Regions from separate parts of the Mus musculus genome. Here region 2 is linked to region 1. Evidence: chromatin contacts called from public Hi-C data. All regions are on one chromosome and are shown on one strand. The core of a region is the stretch at or near the end of the contact, and the rest is flanking DNA. Distances in the headings are between cores, read along the strand shown.

Evidence for each region. A called contact is a pair of places that touch in the nucleus more often than the background predicts.
Region 2: a contact with region 1 is called in a Hi-C map of Kupffer cells, with 5 times the contacts expected there. The contact joins two enhancer-like sites. A contact is called at or near these places in 6 of 39 promoter capture datasets (HPC-7-derived erythroid cells, embryonic stem cells, pre-B cells and 1 more), 1 of 15 datasets of contacts at CTCF or cohesin (large pre-B cells), 7 of 484 Hi-C or Micro-C datasets (B cells, the F1.1 cell line, the G1E-ER4 cell line and 3 more), 8 of 115 datasets of contacts at active chromatin or transcription factors (cardiomyocytes, embryonic stem cells, fetal liver and 3 more) and 2 of 9 other capture datasets (adipose tissue and liver).

What each region holds. Positions count from the first base shown.
Region 1 is chr9:95,570,091-95,573,308 of GRCm38.p6, forward strand. No RefSeq gene overlaps it. Among named protein-coding and RNA genes, the nearest start is that of Gm32542, 9.0 kb to the right of the region's middle. Within about 2 kb of position 1,576, at least 13 of the 459 cell types and tissues checked have an H3K27ac peak or open chromatin away from gene starts, as enhancers often do. A contact at or near this core is called in Kupffer cells, where this site is marked.
Region 2 is chr9:95,680,702-95,683,919 of GRCm38.p6, forward strand. Pcolce2 (procollagen C-endopeptidase enhancer 2) reads left to right here. Exons shown (of 9, transcript NM_029620.2): 5 at 832-968. Among named protein-coding and RNA genes, the nearest start is that of Gm39407, 25 kb to the right of the region's middle. Within about 2 kb of position 1,575, at least 3 of the 459 cell types and tissues checked have an H3K27ac peak or open chromatin away from gene starts, as enhancers often do. A contact at or near this core is called in Kupffer cells, where this site is marked.

The DNA.
Region 1 (3,218 bases), core at 326-2,825:
TGGGAGAAAAGGGAAAGATAAGAGTAATGTGAGCATCTGCATGGGTCAAGTAGAGCAGTCACACGCAGCCTGTTGAGCCTGTGCCTGGAACCCACACACCTTTGGACTTTCTCTTACAGGCCGATAAATTTCTTTCGTTTTAGGGTTCAGTTTAGATTGGACTGGCTGCTGAAACCCGAAGTTATCTTAGCTTTTCTGTAAGGTGTGTCCACCTCAGTCATGTGTGGTAGGGTTGTTATCAAACTTGGGGTCAGAATCTATACCCAAGAAGTGAAGTTTGGCAACAAGTCTATGAGAAGTTAATTAAAATAGTGAAAAGCAAGGAGATTTATTCAATGCAGCCACCTTGGGATGATGGACAAAGAAAACCAGTGCTCCCACCCCCACCCCCCACCCTCTACCAAGTTCATCTTCCAGATGGCCCATCATTTTCTGGGCTTCAGTCTCACCTTACAAGATGGTCTGACAAGATTTTAGAACTGTGAAATATCTTTTCTGGAGACAAGTTACAAAGCCCTCCCTCTGCCCCTCCCCCAACACGGGTTTTTTTTTGTTTTGTTTTTTGTTTTTCCTCCCAGCTTAAGATTCCTAGAGAAATTCCCCTTTCTTGGAGTCTATTGTCTCAATAGTCTGGTAGACGAAATGAAGCAAGCAGCTCTTTGGAATATCTTTATTTCTGCCAGGTTTACTGGATCACACAACCCAGCCCACCTCAACTCCGCTAGCTCAACGCTTCAGGATCTGCATAGTAAATCTTTGTAAAACTTCATTACATTTTTAAGAATTCCCTTTACTTATTGATTGGGTGGGGAGTTGTGCCACAGCACATGTGTGGAGACCAGAGGACAATTTGAAGCAACTGGTTCTCTACTTCCAACATGTAGTAAGTCTGTGAGAAACATTCTATCCTGCAGGGAAGCTCCTTAAACAAGAAGGTAACAACTCAAAATAGCTTCAGGAAGTCCCTGAAACTGACCGGATTCACTAGGCCCCTCCCTGCCAGTGTGAGCAATACAGGCTAAGCATTCCTGCTGCAAAGAAGACTTCTCATATGAGCAAAGCTGTCACTCATGCTGGACTGGGCTTTGGTGATGCAGCTATCTTTGAGTCATTTCTGCACCTATAAGTAACCCCTCACCCAGAGTCTTAGAAGCAACCTCAATAAAAGCCATTGGTTCATGAAGTTGGACTTTGGTGGTATTCATACTTTGGTTTGTCATGGGTTCCCTCTCTGATGAGTAGACATGTGTGTGATATTTCCCCCAGGAAAAGCTTTGTTACACAGTAAGTAGTGATGGGACTCAGGCCAGCAGGCATGGTGACAAGCACCTAGGCCTGCTATCTTAGGGTTTCTATTTATGATATAACACCACAACCAAAAGCAACACAGGAAGAAAAGGGTTTATTTCTGCTCAAGTCGCAATCACTGAGGAAAGCCAGAGCAGGGACTCAAGGCAAAATCCGGAGGCTGGAACTGAAGCTGAGGTCATGAAGGGACTCTGCTTACTGGCTCATTCCTCATGGCTTGCTCAGACTGCTTTCTGAACCAACCCAGCACCTTCTGCCCAGGGGCAGCACCACCCACACTGAGCTGGGATCTCAGAGGCATTTTCTCAATTGTGAATTCCTCTTTCCAAGTAGGCCTGGGTTTATTTCAGGCTAATGAAAGCCAGCCAGCTCACCCGCTGAGCCTTGTTGCCAGCCCTGCAATATTTCATGGGTAAGGGCAGATTTTCTGCATCACTGATCCTTTTCTGATACAGTACTTCCTCCCCGGTCCTCCATGCAGGTGTTTCAAGTCTCTAATCCCATTACTCTCCACTTCTCCTGAAATTACGGGTCCCACCACCTTCCACCTATTCAGGAACCACACTGTACCCATCATGCATTGCTCTACTGCGTGCATGTCCTTAGTTATTTCCTCCCAACTGAATTAGTCATGAGAGCATCAAAACATGGACTCCTAGTGGCTTCTGTTTCTCAGTTGAGAACATTGCCTTGACCCTTCTATACCACCCGTTAACCATCATCTGCTCTCCACTTTAGAGCATGTGTGGTGTATGTAGGGAAGGGAGGCATATAGATGTATTAGACTATGCATGGGTGTGTGGAAGCCACAGATCAGTGTCCTCATCTATTATTTTCCGCCCTAGTTTTCAAGACAGGATTTCTTACTGAACCTGGGGCTTGGTGTTTCAACCAGACTAGCTGCCCAGTGAGCCCTGCAATCTGAGCATCTCTGCCTTCGAGTGATGCAGTCGCAGACTTATGCCACCATGCCCAGCATTTCCTTGGGTGCTAAGAATCCAAATTCAGGCCCTCATGCTGTCGGAGGCCTCTCCCCAGCCTGACAGACATTTCTGAGATAATCTTTTCCATTGCTTTCTCCTTAAGACACTATGGCCTCTAATTTTCTGCTCCTCTCACTATCTCCCTGCTGGCTTATCTTTCCAGTCATGCCTTGGTGAAGTCAGCTCTCTCAAAGTATGAACAGAAACCATGGACATCCCTACATTTCCAGGTCTCGGTCAGCAGTTTTGATTCTGCTGCTTGGTGTCAGCATTTCTGCTCCACCAGGGCATTGACATTCTTGACCTCAGGAAGCTCGACCTTGGCTCTATATTCTTTTAGTTCATCCAGTGAGTTTGTACGGTGGCCATCAGCTGATAATGTAATACCCTTCACCCCAATTGCCTAAGTGCATTCTGTTGTCTGCAGCCGAGTTCAAACTGTCACCCCAGCTGAGAGGGAAAAAAAAGATGATCAGAAATGTGAGAAAAGCTGAGCATGGGGGTGACTGAGGTCATGGGGGTGACGGAGGAAAGCAGAGACAGGAGGATCATGAATTCAGGGAAGTTCTTAGCTACATACTGAAGTCTATGCCTGCCTGGGCTACAGGATGAGTTTGAGGCCAGTCAGGCTTCATGGGACCCTGTCATAAATGGGGGTGGTGAAGGGGATTCTGGAAATGGGGAAGAATAGCTGCCTGTTCCCCAAACCACAGTAAACATACTGTGGGATTCTGATTTATTATCATCATTATCAGAAGGGCAAGACAAGAAACACAAATTCTTTGGGAAGTTTGGTTTAAATCAAAATAAAAATGAAATGATAAACATTAGGAAGTTAATTACCTAGACATTTCCCCCTTCAATGGGAATTTTACAAAAGTAAAGGAAGGAGCCACATGGATACCTTGAATGGCCATCATAAGAGGG
Region 2 (3,218 bases), core at 325-2,824, 110 kb after region 1:
CTTGTAAGAGGAATGATTCCTTACGAAATTAAAATGGATAATTCACGTGAATTATTTAGGATACTCTTATTAGTTCTAGAGCAAAAAGTTAAATAAATAAGAAAGAAAGAAAAGAAAACCTTTAATATTCACATTTCATGCATCAGTGTTTCTCTGCAAACTCTTCAAAAATTAACCACATACCACACCCCCACATGCCTGTGTCAGGAGTGTGCACACGTGCATTCACACTTCAGCAACTCGAATCAGTTCAATATGAATGTTTATCTCCTCTCAAAAGGAGAAATCTACCTATCTCATGAACACACACACGCGCGCGCGCGCACACACACACACACACACACACACACACACACCATACCCAGTTGTAATGTGATACGGGGGAACATCTTTGATAAAATTTTTGATCTCTGTTCATTTCTTCCCAGAGGAGAGTGGACTAGTATTCAGGTCCATTTATCGCCAGAACACACACCCAGCTATTCGTGTGTTCAGAATCCTCCCCCACTTTTTTTTTCCTCCCCAGCTTTATTGAGATATAGTTGGCAAATAAAAATTGTACACGCCTGTAGTATACAGCTGTGCTTGGATCATGCATACATTATGAAATATTACAATTGAACTAATTAGCACACCCTTCACGTAGCAGAGTTTTGCATCTGTACACATAGACACGTGTGAATCTGAGCTCTTAGCAATTTTCAAAAGTATGTTACTATGATTTACAGTTGCTGTGGGACGTAATAGATCGCCAACGCCCATCACGAGGGGGGGGTGTCCACTGGAGGTTGTTCAGGTCACTGACACTTCCACGCTGTGCTTTTCCCAAAGCTTATAGAGTTAAAGTTTGAGAAGTTCGATGTTGAGCGCGATAACTACTGCAGATACGACTACGTGGCTGTGTTTAACGGTGGGGAAGTCAATGACGCCAAAAGAATTGGGAAGTACTGTGGGGACAGTCCACCTGTGTAAGTAGCACCTCTTTGTATCCCTGTGTCACTAATGTTTCTATGACCCTAAACCTATGTCTATACCCCATGTTAAGGTTTCTATGGCCATGACCAAAAGGCAAGTTAGGGACGACAGAGTTTATTCAACTTACACGTCCAGATCATATTCCCTCACTGGAGATAGTCAGGACAGGAACTCAAGCAGAGTGGGAAACTGGAGGCAGGAGCTGATGCAGAAGCCTTGGAGGTGTGCTGCTTACTGGCTTGCTTGCCCTGGGTTGCTCAGCCTGGTTTCTTATAGAATGAATCCAGGACCACCAGTCCAGGGATGGCACTACCCACAATGCGCTGGGCCCTCCCCCTTGACCGCTAATTGAGAAAATGCCTTACAGCTGGATCTCATGAAGACATTTCCTCAACTGAGGCTCCTTCCTCTCTGATGATTCTAGCTTGTGTCAAATTGACACACAAAACCAGCCAGCACAACCTAAGTCCTGCTAAATTCCCTAATTACCTTTACTTTCTGGAAAATGTTACATTGTTTGCTGAGAAACATTGGATTCCACCACAGTGGAGCCCCCTCCACCCAAACACCGAGTCCAGCAGCCACATAGACAGAGGCAACGCTGGTGCCCCAGGGGCACCGGTTCTGCTGTGTCACAGACCTGCTAAGGGGACCTCAAGCATTGGGAAGAATAGGAAAAAGCCCGGGGCTGAAAATTCCAGACAAAGAAACCTGAAAGCTTAGTACAAACCCAGATGTTTTCTTTGATGGACTTTTACTTGAGACTTTGCAAATAGAGAAAATATATTCTTTTTATCCAAAATGGAGAGAGGAAGACGAAAAAGCCACAGAAATCACTCAAGATATTTGACCAGTAGTGTTTTTGTTTTTGTTCTTGTTTTTTTTTTTTTTGTTTTTGTTTTGTTTTTTCTTTGAAGGAGGGAAATAAGCCCAGCTGTATCAGGGCTCTGGACAGGGTCTTAAGTGGGAGGACTCGGAGCAAGAAAGAAATAAAGCAATAAGGAAAGGAAAGAGTTAAACGCTGGGGTCAGGAGGGCAGCAGGGGCTGATGACCCAAGCCAGTGAGTTTATAGCATCACAGTTCCTTATAACCCCTCATATGGGGAAGCAGAGAAAGTCAGCAAAGAGCACCACACAGCAGAATCACAGAGAGCTCAGACAGCTCAAGTTCCCCTTTAGCAAGGTGCATTACAGGACAGCAAACAATACATTCAGGGGTGGGGTGGGGGTGGGGTGGGGGTGGGGTGGGGGTGGGGAACTTCTAGGGCCAGTTCCCAGGGTATCTCTACCCCATGCTCGTCCCTCACCCCAGTCTGTAGCTGCCCTTGCTTGGCGTGACCCTCACTAGGTGAGGGGCAAAATGCCCACATCCCATCATCAGGGCCAATGGGCAGTCACCAATCCAGGCGAGCCCCCAACCTACTTCAATGTGGTTTTCTCCAAAGTTCTGAGTTCCGATTAGCACAAGGGAGGGCTGTTTCAACAGTACACACAGATCCTCCTAGGGAAAATAAGCAACATTCAACAGCTTATTTTATTATTTTAATTTAAGTTACATTTACTTATTTATCTATTCATTTGTTTGTATGTGTGTGTGTGTGTGTGTGTGTGTATGTGTGGACACACATGCCATTAGCATCTCTATGGGTGTGACAGGACAACTTGCAAGAGTGGACAGGTCCTTTCCTTCTACCAAATGGGATCTGGGACTCCAACTCTGATCATCCGTCTTAGTAGTAAGTCCCCTTACCTGCTGTGCACCATCTTGCTGACCATAGAAAAGTTCATATTTTAAAACATAAATCTTTAAAACTTGTGTGCTAGGCTTTCATGTAGAAAAGTATAAAACCCGACTAGAAGATATTTTCAAACACTTATCTACGTGGAGCTGCTCATGGCTCCTCTTTGGACAATAGTGAAACTGGATTTTATTAGATCTGTCGGCTGTATTCTAAGCTGTAGATGGGCAGGCAAGACTGTGGGTGGTGGAGATAATACTGAGTCCTAGCGGAAAGGACCGAGAAAGGGGACTCACCTGCCCGTGAGTATGAAGGAGCTGAGAATTAAGACTAAGATTTTAACAGAAAGAAAGGGAGATGGAGCCACAAAGAAAGGCCAGGAGTTTACCACACATGTCTGTGGATAGTGTACTCCACTGAGACCCTTATCCACACTTGTCTGTGGATACTGCACTTATTCATACGCATAATGAACTTGTATGTCCATAATCACATAAGGATCAG